Regions from separate parts of the Mus musculus genome. Here regions 2, 3, 4 and 5 are each linked to region 1. Evidence: chromatin contacts called from public HiChIP or PLAC-seq and Micro-C data. All regions are on one chromosome and are shown on one strand. Each heading gives the region's core, a stretch centred on a gene start, on an enhancer-like site or on the middle of the called end of the contact. The rest is flanking DNA. Distances are from core to core; before and after follow the strand shown.

Evidence for each region. Hi-C and Micro-C count contacts between places; a contact is called where the count stands out from the background. HiChIP or PLAC-seq counts read pairs in DNA pulled down with a chosen protein or histone mark.
Region 2: a contact with region 1 is called in an H3K4me3 HiChIP or PLAC-seq map of embryonic limb bud, with 2.8 times the contacts expected there. The contact joins the promoter of Mcf2l here to the promoter of Lamp1 in region 1. A contact is called at or near these places in 1 of 39 promoter capture datasets (cranial neural crest), 1 of 484 Hi-C or Micro-C datasets (neutrophils), 1 of 115 datasets of contacts at active chromatin or transcription factors (embryonic limb bud) and 3 of 9 other capture datasets (adipose tissue, liver and pancreatic islet).
Region 3: a contact with region 1 is called in an H3K4me3 HiChIP or PLAC-seq map of bone marrow-derived macrophages, with 4 times the contacts expected there. The contact joins the enhancer-like site here to the promoter of Lamp1 in region 1. A contact is called at or near these places in 2 of 39 promoter capture datasets (embryonic stem cells and hippocampal neurons), 8 of 484 Hi-C or Micro-C datasets (the G1E-ER4 cell line, the N1E-115 cell line, bone marrow-derived macrophages and 3 more), 5 of 115 datasets of contacts at active chromatin or transcription factors (bone marrow-derived dendritic cells, bone marrow-derived macrophages, embryonic fibroblasts and 1 more) and 3 of 9 other capture datasets (adipose tissue, liver and macrophages).
Region 4: a Micro-C map of embryonic stem cells shows a contact between it and region 1, with 2.0 times the contacts expected there. The contact joins the promoter of Tfdp1 here to the promoter of Lamp1 in region 1. A contact is called at or near these places in 1 of 39 promoter capture datasets (stem cell-derived epiblast-like cells), 3 of 484 Hi-C or Micro-C datasets (the G1E-ER4 cell line and embryonic stem cells), 2 of 115 datasets of contacts at active chromatin or transcription factors (embryonic stem cells and memory CD8 T cells) and 3 of 9 other capture datasets (adipose tissue, embryonic stem cells and liver).
Region 5: a contact with region 1 is called in an H3K4me3 HiChIP or PLAC-seq map of bone marrow-derived macrophages, with 4 times the contacts expected there. The contact joins the enhancer-like site here to the promoter of Lamp1 in region 1. A contact is called at or near these places in 3 of 484 Hi-C or Micro-C datasets (bone marrow-derived macrophages, induced pluripotent stem cells and nephron progenitors), 3 of 115 datasets of contacts at active chromatin or transcription factors (acute myeloid leukemia, bone marrow-derived macrophages and embryonic stem cells) and 4 of 9 other capture datasets (adipose tissue, embryonic stem cells, liver and 1 more).

The regions. Positions count from the first base shown.
Region 1 is chr8:13,157,774-13,160,457 of GRCm38.p6, forward strand. Lamp1 (lysosomal-associated membrane protein 1) reads left to right here and starts at 1,388. Exons shown (of 9, transcript NM_010684.3): 1 at 1,388-1,661. The coding sequence starts at 1,616.
Region 2 is chr8:12,914,541-12,917,224 of GRCm38.p6, forward strand. Mcf2l (mcf.2 transforming sequence-like) reads left to right here and starts at 1,371. Exons shown (of 31, transcript NM_178076.4): 1 at 1,371-1,514. The coding sequence starts at 1,436. Gm15351 (a long non-coding RNA gene) reads right to left here and starts at 684. Exons shown (of 2, transcript XR_870153.3): 1 at 39-684.
Region 3 is chr8:12,982,901-12,985,584 of GRCm38.p6, forward strand. Mcf2l (mcf.2 transforming sequence-like) reads left to right here. Exons shown (of 31, transcript NM_178076.4): 4 at 1,960-2,050. Among named protein-coding and RNA genes, the nearest start is that of Gm38671, 36 kb to the left of the region's middle. Within about 2 kb of position 1,316, at least 37 of the 459 cell types and tissues checked have an H3K27ac peak or open chromatin away from gene starts, as enhancers often do. A contact at or near this core is called in the N1E-115 cell line, bone marrow-derived macrophages, cerebral cortex and 1 more, where this site is marked.
Region 4 is chr8:13,337,387-13,340,070 of GRCm38.p6, forward strand. It overlaps Tfdp1 (transcription factor Dp 1), which reads left to right and starts at 1,365. Exons shown (of 12, transcript NM_001291765.1): 1 at 1,365-1,420; 2 at 2,279-2,353. The coding sequence starts at 2,342.
Region 5 is chr8:13,009,155-13,011,838 of GRCm38.p6, forward strand. It overlaps Mcf2l (mcf.2 transforming sequence-like), which reads left to right. Exons shown (of 31, transcript NM_178076.4): 19 at 313-405; 20 at 500-592; 21 at 1,262-1,387; 22 at 2,225-2,446; 23 at 2,575-2,667. Among named protein-coding and RNA genes, the nearest start is that of F7, 16 kb to the right of the region's middle. Within about 2 kb of position 1,352, at least 3 of the 459 cell types and tissues checked have an H3K27ac peak or open chromatin away from gene starts, as enhancers often do. A contact at or near this core is called in bone marrow-derived macrophages, where this site is marked.

The DNA.
Region 1 (2,684 bases), core at 138-2,637:
GCATGAGAGTTTTGCTTGAATATAGGGTAGGCCTGTGCATCATAGGCAGGTGTGGTGTGCCCTCAGAAGTCAGGAGAGGGCATCAGGCTCCCCGGAACTGGATAGTTGTGAACCATGTGAGTGATGGGACTGGAACCAAGGTCCTACACAAATGAGCCATCTCTCCAACCACTCTTATTCTCCGGTCACAGAATAAACTAGTCCACTACATAAACAGCTTTTAAGTTTTGTTACTGGGTCTACAATTCTGAGGAGGAAGAACTCAGCTTGAATGAAAAATCTGTTAACAGGAGGAATCCTCAAGCTAAAACTTGAGGACTTCAAGGTAGATCTGGTGGTCTCCGGCCTTTAGTCCCAGCACTCTGAAGGCAGAGGCAGGCTGATCTCTTGAGTCTGAGGCCAACCTGTCTAAGTAATGAGTTCTAGGATTGCCAGGGTTATATAGAGAGACCCTGTCTCCAAAACAATATAATAACATAAAAGCTCAGATTATTCATGCCATGGTGGCACACACCTGTAATCTCTGCGCTCCTGACAGGATGATTGCCCAGAGTGTGGGGCCAGCCTGGTCCATGCGAGTTCCAGGTCAACCTGGGCTTTAGGGTGACGCCATGTCCCCAAACATCAAACCAATCCTCGAGTTTTGAGTGTGACATTCACAAAAGAGGAAAATACTTTAGTATTGAACTCTTCATGGAAATAGTCATCTCAGGTAAGATGACCATCCACATGCCCTTAAGCAGCCAGGAATGGTCAAGAACACTGCGCCCACACACATCATCTGAGCACTCAGGAAGCAGAGGCGGGCTGATCTCTGAGTTTGAGGCCGGCTAAAGATATATTCTGAAATCCTATCTCTTAAAAAGTATCTTTTCCACATCTCCCACCATCTACGTATCCTAAAGGACTGTCCTCTGCCTGGATCACCGAATGGGACACATTCGGGGCTGACCCTAGACACTAGTATGTGAGCCTGAAAGTGGAGGTCAGCCTGGGCCTGGGGCACGGGTCTAGATGGGAATACCCACCTCGAAATGGATATGCACACTGTCCTGGGATGTAAACACTGGTATTGACCTAGACATGGCTCTCAACCAAGACTACCACTGGGCTGCAGGCCTTCAGGGGCTTGGACCTGAACTGTGGCATGTAGCTGGCCTACGGGGCTCAGTCCAGCCTTCATGGCTTCCTGTTTCCATCTTCACTTTCTCCGACAGCGTTTCTCCTTCCCTTACTCAAAGCCACAACCTACTTTCCATTTCGGGACACTCGGGAGAAAGGCCGTGGGGGGGGGGGGGGGAAGGGGGTGGGGAGAGGGCAAGATATCACGTGGTCCAGCGCCCACGTGATGCCGACTGGCACGTGACCACATCACGTGCGGAACGGAGCCTCCCGAAGAAGTGAGGAGTAAGCTGGCGGTCCACGGGCTCTCGCGAGACCCTCGGCTCACGTGACCGGCGGGCGCGGCACTGCTCACGTGACAGGCGCTGCCGGCCGCAGGGTCCTCTCCGTGCCGGCGCCGCAGCTGCGGGGCCTCTCGAGTCGGTGGACGCGCCCTCCCGCCGGCCTCGCCGCCCGCGCAACCGCCGTCCTCCGGCCTCGGCTGCGTCGCGCCATGGCGGCCCCCGGCGCCCGGCGGCCGCTGCTCCTGCTGCTGCTGGGTGAGCCCGAGAGGGAGGGAGAGAGAAGGAGGGCCGGGCGGGGTCGGTGTCTCGGGACGGACGGGAACAGAGCGGCAGGCCGGGCGGGGACGGGGCGCCCGGAGCCGCGGGCGTCAAGAAGGCCTCGAGCCGGCCCGCCCGCTCCGCAGTGGCGCTCGCCGCCTGGGAGCCCGTGCGGGCCTAAGGACGTAGGTGCGGGTTGGGAGCCCAGTCTGAGCCGCTCTGGAAGGAGCTGGGCTGGAGTTCCTGCCAGGCAGTGCTGCTGGCTCTGAGCTGCCTTGTGAGAGGACTGGGTGCTGCCTCGGACCCTGCCTGGGGTGCCGGGTGCCCTTCCTCGCCGCTGTATCCCGGCAACGCGGAGCGTTTCGCTGCGGTGCCAGCATCTTCAGGACGGGAGAGAGGTGGCTGGCCAAATCTCCTGGGCACAGAGGCTCACACCCCCAAATTCTGTGACTGTGACTTTATGGAATTCGTTTACCCTTTCTTTTATTTTGCTACTTGTGTGAACTCTCTGGTCCGTGAGAGGTGCGCTTACTCGGCGGTCTTAACCCAGAAGCCTTGCTAAGGGGACCTGTGACCCTTCACGGTTCAGGAGTTGTAGCTAATATACGAGTTGCCGAAACAAGTTCTGTTGTGTCAGAATGGCTTGGTAACTAGCTGGAGTTCAATCTCCAGCACAGCCAAAAACGACTTAAACCCTTAGACTGTTTTATACTTTTAAAATGGGGGGAGGGGTGTCTCACCACCACGCTGGCCTGAAACTCACAGGTTCAGGTTCTCGTAGTCTCTGCTTCCTAAATGCTGATTGGGATAAAATCCAAAGGACAGCCAGGTTAGGCCTCTTCATGTTTTTCAAACTACCTTGTGGCTTGCATAGTGGTTTATACCTTTAATCCTGAGCTAGTGTCAGGACGATCTCTTTAACAAGCCATTCTGGTCTATATAATGAGTTCTAAGACAGCCAGGACCGGAGACCCTGTTGCAAAAATGAAATAAATAAACGAATGAATGAATAAACTAAAC
Region 2 (2,684 bases), core at 121-2,620, 240 kb before region 1:
GGGGACTTTAGCACGGCAATTATCTTATAGATCTTTACCTTCCAGGCCAGGAGTTCTGAGGACAAATCCTGGGACATCTGACATTTTGTGTCTTGACCTTTAGTTCAGTGCTGAACCCAACATAGACACTGTTGCAACGGCATCCTGGTACACACATGTCTGTAGTTGGATTGTTCAGTGCGGGTGGATGTTGTTGGAAGCTGTGGTCTTACGGTACATACAGGTGTGTCTGTGCAGCTACCGACGCATACATGTTGGGCCCTGTGGTGATGGTGCAGTTTAGGGAATCATGGCGTTGGAGCACATATGTTGGCCATTGTGGTGCCAATGCATGTATTCTTGGATACTGGTCTTGGTGCACATGTATGTTACTGCATGTACACCATGTTGGTACACACATGTTTCTGGTCACCATAGTGCTGAGATATATACATGTTGGTGCACATTGCGTTGTTGCACACCATGGTGCTGATACAATTCATGTTACTGGAGTCTGTGGTCCTGGGGTTTGATAGACTCTCGTTATTGGAGTCTGTGGTCCTGGGTTTCCCACGTGTTACTGAAAACCACAGTGCCAGGGCATTTATCCTGTTGGCAGGATGCGACCCGTCTGACCAAACAATAAAAAGATGGCCAGCAGCTGGAGAGGCTGGTGTTCGCCACCCTGTGCATTGCAGTAGTACTCTGTGCACCAGCGACCCGGAATCTGTGTGAAGCCGGTGGTGTCAGATGCAGAGCGTGGCCCTCTGCCAAACATGGCGAGGTTAGGGAGCCCTGGGCCTACAGCTGAGCTTCCTTCTCGTAGACCTGTGTCTTAGGTCTGGCACCGCCCTTGCTGGGAGAGTCAAGTCTTGACCCAGCTACCCACCGTCTCCCTCTTACCTGGGCATGAGACCTCGTGGAGAGCGCGCTCTAGGCTGCTGTGGACTCTGCACCTGCCCTGCAGCGGCGGGAGGTAAAGGGGGCCTGGGGCAGGAAGTAAAGGGAGCATTGGGCTCAGGCTGGATGTTCTTTGGGTGGTTTGGGATCGCGTCCCTGCAGCAGCTACTTCCAATCCCGGAGGACAGAAACCCTAGGAAGAGGGGGAAGGGCAAGGGCAGACCTGTGCGCCTGCGTAGTGGGCTTTCTGATGCCCCCTTGATGCAAACTAGCCTCCCAGGTGCTCAGGTGGTGCACACGCATGACTCCAGGTGCGGTGGTGACACGCCCGGCAGGCTCAGTGCTTCCGCTTCCGCCTAGCGCCCCCCGCCCCCCATCAACGCAAAGCGCGCCCCCCTCCCTGTGGCGCGGAGACCAATCCTGGGAAGCCAAGGAAAGCGCCACAACCCCCTCCCCGCTCCAGCCGCGCCCCCTCCCCACGGCTTAGCCCCACCCGACAGCACCTCTGGTGCAGCGGAGGACGATCTTCTGGGGATCGGTTTTGTTGAATCGGAGGATGAGGTTTTGGCTGAGAAATGAAGAGATGGCCCTAGAAGAAATGGTGCAGAGATTAAACGCGGTTTCCAAGAACACTGGTAGGAGGAGCCGCTGGCCTTGATTATATATTCTTAAGCTTGACATCATTTGTTGAATTGTAGAGAATTGCATCTAATGGCTGTATAACCACCTTCATTCACTATTCCCTAGCACTGATAACAGCAAAGGCAGGCGTGATGGGCATTTTTTTTTTGGTATCATCTTCTAGGCTTTGTGGATTGACAGTGTGATTTTATTCTGCTTGACACAGTTTGAGAATTACAGATCAGCAGCGCTGGCTTTCTAGGAGATGAGGGTTTGTAAGTGGAGCCATTTGCCCGTGGGGGGAGTCTGCAAGTCTGCTTGGGAGCATCACCTCATTTGCTGCAGTGGCCATGGAATTATGAGCCCAGAATGGTCCAGGGTCCAAGCCCAGGCCCTGCAGACACTGGGATGGGATGGGAGGTAAAATCCTCACTATGCACTTAAAGCCGTAAAGCCAATATTTGAAAATAATATAGGTTAAGAAGAGGGCGAGCAGTGCAATTAGACATTCATTTTCAGGATTAATTGTCTGATTACTTAAAATAAGCCGTGAGGGACAAGCTACAGCCTCCTGTAGATTTCAGCCCCTCGGAGCTGGCAGGATGCATCTTGCCGTCGGCCTCCATCCGTTGTGCCGAGGGTTCCTGGCACGCTGCAGAAGAAGCAGGTACCACTGACTAGTTGTGTCTGGCATGGGGAGGAAATAGTGGTGTGCTATTAAAAGTAGGTTGGTTTTTGTCGTGTGTTATGTGATACGTGGCGTTATCTAGTTTTCTAAGTAATACTTTCCTGGGGGATTAAAATTTCATTCGTTGTCTGGGCTGGGTGTGGCACCCTCCCTGTATTAAATAACTAAATCAGCATAAGCATCAAGTGCGGTGGTCTCCCTGCACTTGTGTAGACAGACGGTCAGTTTATAACGCTGGCTTTGCAAGTGAAATGGCTGCTTATTATAAATGGGTGAAAAGAGAAGACAGACGTTTATGCCTTCTGTCCCCTTCCTCTTAGAGATGTGGCCCAATTTTCTGGGTGTTGCTTGGACAAGATCTGAATGAGTGTGGAGCTCCAGGGAGCTGTTTGCCTGCCCAGGGGGGCCCTGAGGAAGAAGTGGGACTTGCTGCCCTTCCCACCTGTGCTTGGCTGGCGTGGGGGATCACAAGAGTGGGAATTGCTCCAGCAGTGAC
Region 3 (2,684 bases), core at 66-2,565, 170 kb before region 1:
CAGCTGTCTCTCTAGCTCCCTCATGAAGAGATTCCACGGTTGGGGAAAGAGGCTGTGATTCCTCCATAATAGAAATTGCTCCAGGAAAAAGGGGGAAACTGAGTCAGGTGGTGCTGCTCTGTGAAATGACCACACCAGCCATTGATCTCTGGTTTTACTGGATTTGCACATAGCTCACGGCAGCCCCAGCAGGCAGATGCTGTTATTTCCATGTTTGCAGAAAAAGAACCAGAGGTGGTCACAGAAGAGCAGCGTCTTCCCTCATGCACTCCCCTTGGTGGAAGCTGCTATTAGGAAGCCATGTATGTTGGCCCTTTGTGGGTGTTCCTTAGACAGCATGCAGCTTGACTGTTGGGGCTGAGGCTTGTGTATGGGGACAACCCAGCACTCTGAGTCCTCTTTTCTTCGTCACTCTAGGAAGGGTTAGGCTTGGATGACTAACTCAGAGCTACAGAGGCAGACCTGGTACATTCCCCTGAAGGCCAGGAGGGAGGCAGTAGGTGGGTTCCAGTTAGCACAGCTGTCCCATGGTCTTATGGCTTCCGTACATAAATCTCATGCATCATGAGGAAATAGCCTGTCATCTAGAGGGGTGGTTGGTGGTCCATCTCTGAGGAATGTCAGGGGCCATGTGGCCAGGACAGTGCTGCTTCATCCCTCTCTGGTTTGGGGCTTTGCTGTGAACCACATGGTATAGCCCAGGCCAGGATAGTTGGAGTCACCTACCAACCATTAAGCACCACGGCAAATTCAGTGAAGCCCCATGTGGGGCCACTCAGAAGGGGCTCAACCCCCATACTACCTCAGGGTGTAAGGTGCTCGGATTGTCCAGGACAGATCAGGACTGGGATCTATTCTGTTTCTACTTCTTCAGACACTAGCCCAGGGGAGCCAGCTGGGTAGGTGAGCGAGTCTGCAGTTCTGCTGAGCTATCAGCAGGGGAAGGCTGTGTGAGAAAACGCGCACGTGAACATGTCCCCAGGGGTGTTCTGCATGTAATGAACACGTGGAGGGAGCTCTTCATGCCCCTGTGTATTGGACAACCCGCAGCACACTGGTGTGAGCTTTGGGTACCACTGTCGCAGATCTTCCCAGGACTCAGAATGGTCGGTCTGTTAGTGGAGGTGCAGCGTGCAGCTTTGCCGACTGCATAATTTATAGTGCACTGTAGCATCCTGACTTTCACTTAAGTACAGAAATGGCTTGCTGAGAATCGTTCATGGATTCAGAAACCAGGCATTCAGAGTGGGTGCCTCCAGCCTGTCTCGTTCCTCTACTGAGGATTGGCTGGCAGCAGAGGCTGCTGGCATTGCACAATTGGCTTGGATGTGAAATTACCCAACAGAAGCACACCTCCCACTTCCACCCTGTGACTCAGGCTTCTGCCACCAGGCTGAGCCGAGAGACTGAGGGCATGCTACCAACTACACGATGCTGCCCTGCCTTTATCACAGATGTTGCTGCTGCAGAGGGCGAGCGCTCCTGCCTCACACCCCACAGACACCAGGGAGCCTTCACAAGCCTTGGAGATTTTCACCCGAAATTGTGATGTCATCAGGAGCCATTTTTTAATGTGGATGAACGCGGGACCTCAGATGCTAGGACTGACATGACGTGGGGGTCCTGAAGCTCGCTTTGATGGTCTGGTCAGCTGTCCGTGCAGCGCAGTAGGATGTCAGTCTGCCCCAGGAGGAGGGGCTTCTGTTGATCTGTGAATCGATGCCGAGAAACAAACAACATACTGAAAGTATCCGTTCTCCTTTATCTAGAAGAAAGTCCTGGGAATTACAGGGTGGGGCCTCTCGGGCCTTCGGAAGCCTGGTGCTGCTGAGACCTCTCTCGGGCATGCACTGTGGCACGTGGTGTGGAGATGGCATGGGACAGTGGGGTCACCAGTGTCCATGGAAGCCAGGTCTGCTGCCAGCACATGCTGACTCCTAGTGTTTCTCCTTGTTTCAGTTTGCAAGATGCTGGCATTGGATTCATCTTGGTCATAGACCGAAGGCAGGACAAATGGACCTCTGTGAAGGCATCCGTCCTGCGGATAGCCGTAAGTACCTCTCGGGCTCCACACACGCCTGGAGGGTGGCAGCTCCCTGCTTTTCTGTCTAGTTTGTGTGGAAGGTGGGGGATTGAGGTGACAGTCAGGGGACCTAGTCAGGGGTAGGCTGAGCCATGCCAGGCCCACGGGGGGCTCCTGAATTGTGGGCATGTTTTCTCCCGTGGTGGTCACACTCGGGGGGTCTGTTGTGATCCTCTCAGTAACAGCTTGGAAGTTGTGAGCAGAGAAGGTTCTGAGCACGTTGGACTTCAGGCTAGAAGTTGGACACTGAATCCAGTCATTGTTCCTAAACAGCTCTCTCCTTTCCATGTAGGGCTGTTTAACGTTAGTCCTGAGATGTGTTGGTCCTTGCTACCCAGCCCGCCCCTCGTAGCACACAGAGTCCCCTCAGTTCTAGGGACCTTCAGCCGTGAAGTTGCGGGACTTGCTGGCGGCTTCAGCTTGCAGTTGCTATTTCAGAATAGTTAAGACTGAGACAGCAGAAATCCTGTTTCCGCAGCCGTTCCGCCCACAAACAGACACGATGTGGGCCGAGTCTTCCAAAACGAGTCCACCCACACTTGCTGTCCCCACCTATCATCCACAGCTTCATGAAGGACCCAAAAGTTTGGTGGTTCACTAA
Region 4 (2,684 bases), core at 115-2,614, 180 kb after region 1:
CTATTGACACACTCATGCCTGGGTATCGCCTCTTCTGCTTCAGCAATAAGCAGCTGTGGTTGCAGGGCTGCTTCCTCAAAGCCGCTGAGCAGTGTTCAAACAGGACAGCTGCTGGCGGACAGTTCGGCCAGATGCTAAAGAAGGGCTGTTGGGCTGAGTCATGGGACTGAGGCAGCCAGGTAACGGAGAAAGATCTGTCAGTTTGGGAGTCAAATTGACCTTTCCTCCAGAATAAAATCCGGTCACTCACATTAACAGTTTTCTGATAGTACTTAACTTTGCCCTGCTCTTCAGTCCCATATTCTTGGGAAACGTTGTGTCATTTTATCTGAACCATTTGGACTGATTTGTGAGCCCCAGCCTATTCTCCTCCCAGGCTCTCCAGCTTTAGTCTTAAAGAAGTGGCCTCTAAGATGGACTGAGTCTTCAAGGCTCAGGGTCTACCAGACCCCTCTTGGGATGAAGCAGAAGGTTTCTGAAGTGAAAGGCGCAAATGCATACACACCTGATTAACAGGCTGTTTCCTGCCCTGAATCACTGACAGCCCAGGCTCAGGGCATGTGGCTGTGGAGGTCAGTAGTTGAGCAGAGGTGGGGGATCTTGTCTCTGTATTGTTCAGTATGCATCCGAACAGTCTTTACTTTGTTCTGTGTAAATGAACAAGATTCTTCTCCCTGTGTGCACATGCAGGTACTTTAAAGCACTCTCAGAACTGACCTCTTTTTTCTCATGTGTACACACACGCCTGCTTTTTTTCAGTGCGCAGACATTAACATAGGTTTCCATATGTTTGCACAGAGGGTTCTCTTCTGTATATATGTTCAGGCGTGCACACACGACTGATACTCCATGTACACACACGTGTATACAGTCAGACTCTGCATATCCACAGGTGTGCACACACATGATCCTTTCCCTACGTGTGCATGCAGGTATGGCACACACCACATTCTTTTCACCGTTGGCGCGCGTGGTACACGCGCACACACAGAGCCAAACACGTGGCCCTCTACTCCCTGCGCATGCACACAGATATGCATACAGTTGGCCCTTGGTGTACACACACACACACATACACACACACACACACACACACACACACACACACACACACACACACAGAGGCGCGCACACACGTGGCCTCTCTCCGAGCGCACATGGAGACGCGCGCAGCGCTGTTCGGCGTCGGCGGTCTCCAGCCGGGTCCCGCCGCACGCGCACGCGCGCGCAGGCCCCGCCCCTCTCCCAGGGCGGGTAGCACCGGCGAGAGGCGCGGGAGATGAGCGGCGGGAGGAGGAGGAGGAGGAGGAGGGCGCCGAAGGCGCGAAAAGGCGCGCAGGCGCGCTGCGCGCAGCGGGCCCGCCGCCGCCCACGTCACCGCGCCGCGCGCACGTCACGCCGGCCCGACGCTCGGCCCAGGGTGAGCCCGCGTCCCGGCGCCGCTGGCTCAGGGCAGGGACCGCCAGGGCCGGACCTCCGGGCCGGCGCCTCCGCGCCCCCGTCGTCCGCCCCGCGCGCCCCGCCGGCCAGCCAGGTGTGGCGGGGGCACCGGCCGGTCGCGGCGGGAGGGCGCAGGCTGGGCGCGCGGCCCCGTTCCCGCCCCAGCCCGGTTCCCGCGTCCGGTCGCATCCCGCCCGCCGCCCAGCCTCAGCTGGAGTCGGCCTCGACGCGGCGTGGCGTGGGCGGCGGGCAGGGGTCCTGGCCACCCTCCGGCTCTGTCCGCGCCAGGGCGCGGGGCTGGTGGCTGGGCCTAGTGACAGGTGGGGCGAGCGGGCGGGCGGCCGGGAGCCCACCTGTCAGAGTGGTCGGCGGCCCCTCGGGGTCTTGGGCAGCCCGGGGTGGGGGGTGCCCGCCGCGGCCCGGGCGGAGCCACGCAGTGTCGTGTGCCCAAGTGGGGGGCCTTGTGCCTCGGCGGGGCCTGTGGTCAGGCGGGGCCCGCGTGCCCAGGTGGGGTGAGCCTGACGGCTGCGCGTCGCTCAGCCAAGGGTCCGGGGTCTGGCCCCGCTGCCGGTGGGAGCTGCTGGTGCCCGCAGGGAGCATTTCCATTTAGAGAGGTGACTTAAAATCCCCGTGTGGGACCTGCTTGGCTAGCTCTCCTGTCGGGATTGTGCAAGAAAGGCCCCTGCTGCCTGGAGGCCTGCCTCTGCCTCGTGCTGGTGGGGAGATGTTTCCTTTGAAATGCGATGTGCGTTAAATTTCTTCTCATTCTCATTCATTATTCATCCCCTCCCTTTTTTTCTTTTCTTTCTTTCTTTCTTTTTTTTTTTTTTTTAACCAGATAAGTACGGTTTCTTCTGTGGAGGGTACGCAGTTAAAGCCTTGATTTCCTGGATCTGGTAACATGGCAAAAGATGTAAGTATGGTCGCTGCATGCTGCAGACATGTTGGCACAGCTCGTTGCAGTTTTCTCCCTTTATTTGAGAGTGGCCATACGTGTGTGGCAGTGGGTTGGCCAAGACATTTTACAGGCAGGAGCTGGGATGGAGATGAGGGATGATGGCGAGAGTCGTTAGGTGGGTGTCTCCCCTCTGCACAAATGGTCTTTGTCATCCGAAGCGTGACACGTTTTTTTTTTCTTTTTTGTTTTTTTTTTCGTGGTTTGATGATGATGTCTTGATTTTTTTTTCTTTATCTAAACTGCTTAAATAAAATAAAAAAATTAATACATCTCTCAGTTATGAGTG
Region 5 (2,684 bases), core at 102-2,601, 150 kb before region 1:
TCTTGCTCATGTGTATTCTACAAAATAACCTATATCATTTGCAAAACTGCCTGAGAGCACCCTGGAATTTTCAGTAAATAAACAGATTGTACTGCCAACCACCTCTGGGCAGAGCCCTCTCTCCACCTTCTGGGCTGTGAGTGTTCAGCGGCTAGGGGGTTAGACTACAAAGCTCGGATGTTGGTGAGCAGCAGTGCTGACTGGGGGAGTTGGCCTTCAAGCAGCAGCTTCCGCTCTGGGTTCAGAAGGCTGCCTAGCATGGCAGGGAAGCAGTCTGTGCTCTTTGTCCCCCCACCCCTACCCTGGCTGCAGATGGAGGAGTTCCAGATCTATGAGAAGTACTGTCAGAACAAGCCACGCTCTGAGAGCCTGTGGAGGCAGTGCTCTGACTGCCCCTTCTTCCAGGTTGGTCCTGAGCCCCTCCCCCCACTAGCATTTCCTTCCCCGGGGCCGTGGACAGAGCTGTGGCCTGGTGTGACCAAGTGTTTGGTGGTTGCAGGAGTGTCAGAAGAAGCTGGACCACAAGCTGAGCCTGGACTCCTACCTGCTGAAACCTGTGCAGAGGATAACCAAGTACCAGCTGCTGCTCAAGGTGAGCCTCCAGGGCCGCCGCCCTGCATCAGCCACACCTGCCTGCTCTGCTGGTTAGGCGTCTACAGGGCTCACCGAGCCCTAACCCTAGGCCCAAGGGAACTCTTATGAGCCACTTGTTGTGGCTCCAATTTACTGAACCATTTGTATGGGCCTACTGTGTGCTGTACATCTCAGAGTGCTAGGTACCTGCCCATGGCCAGCTATACTAGGAGTCTATGCTGATGGCCTACAAGCCTCTCCATGAAGGGGATGAGAGCTGATCCCTGCCTGTCCTGTTGGTCCCTAGCACAGAGGAAAGTGAGGAGTCTCTGGCTTAGAGTTAACTCAGTGTGGCAGGACAGGAAAGGGTTTGTATCCTTGTGCCTTTAGCAGGGCCATGGCAGCTAGTGGGAGGCAAGGGTGAACCTTTCCAGCCAGGCAGCTCCTGCTCCGCAGACCCCAACTGTCTGTCTGTCATCCCAGCTTCTGGGAGGATGTAAAGTGGCTTCCTGACAAGCAGCAGGAATCTGGTGTTGGTGTGCTGGTGTCTGTCTGGGGGCCACACCAGACTCCCAGGACTCCCATCTTCAGGCCTTGCCTGGAGTCTGAATCTGAAAGACAGCCAGCTGCTCATAGGGGAGAAGAGAGATCCTGGTCTCTAACTGAATCTCCTCACATTTCCCCTCAGGAAATGCTGAAGTACAGCAAGCACTGTGAAGGGGCAGAGGACCTGCAGGAGGCGCTGAGCTCCATCCTGGGCATCCTCAAGGCTGTGAACGACTCCATGCATCTCATCGCCATCACTGGCTATGATGTAAGGCCCCATGGTGGCACTGTGGTGCTGAGGATACTCTGGCCTTTGTCGTAGCTTGGTCCTTGTCTCATAAGCAGTTTGATAGGGAAATCCTAGCAATACTTCCAAGCTTCCTGTGTCTAGAAGTGAACACATGGTCCAGGGCCTTGGGCAGCCCCAGGCTCTGATTAAGGTGCTTGTCCATATATGGAGCAGACCAAGATGGTTCCCCTAAGAGGGTGAGGATCTCTCCAACAGGAATGCCCCCGAAACCTCTTTCCTCCTGCCTACTTCCTGGACAGCACTAGGACCCTCTGTTTTATATGATGAGGTGTGCGGTCCAGTGGCTGGTGGCAGGTGGCTGCCTAGGGTAAACTTCTCTTTATAGGCCCACCTCGAGTCCACATAGAAGGGTTTTGCTTCTCTGAATGTCCATTTAACATCCATTTTCTGGTTTTTATAATGGCTAGATTGTATTTTTTTTAATAGTTTTAGATTTGTCAGTTGAACGTGGAGCTCAGATTCCATAAACCCCATCCCTGCCTCTGCCTCATGACACACCTGGGACACCGGATTGGGCTGTGGGGACATGTGGTTAGCTGAGTCTGCTGTGCGTTAGGGTTCCAAGTGCTGTCCCTTCTCCACCATAGTAGTGTCTCATGGCTCCTCCATGCTATGCCTCCTCTTTCCCCCAAGCCCTGCAGCAACTATCCAATCTTTTCCCACCTCCCCAAACTCGCCCCTCTGGAATGTGCTGCAAGGAGAACCCTACAGTGTGCAGCCTTTCCAGTGCATACTGGACGCCAGCCCTCCCAAGTTCACCTGCCTTGCATGCCTAATGCGTGTCCGTTGTTCCAGGGAAACCTTGGCGACCTGGGGAAGCTGCTGATGCAAGGTTCCTTCAGCGTGTGGACAGACCACAAGAAGGGCCACACCAAAGTGAAGGAGCTAGCCAGGTTCAAGCCCATGCAGCGGCACCTGTTTCTGCACGAGAAGGCCGTCCTCTTCTGCAAGAAGAGGGAGGAGAATGGGGAGGGATACGAGAAGGCTCCTTCCTACAGCTACAAGCAGTCCTTGAATGTGAGTGACTGGAACAGCTCTGGGAGGGGTTCCCACCATCCTTAGTCCTTACCCTACCCCCAAGGGCTCCATCAGCTTCCACCGTCTCTGGATGCATGGTGATGGCTGTCTATTCCTACCCCTGCCAGATGACGGCTGTCGGCATCACAGAGAACGTGAAGGGTGACACCAAGAAGTTCGAGATCTGGTACAACGCAAGGGAGGAGGTTTATATCATTCAGGTACCTGCCCTGCAAAC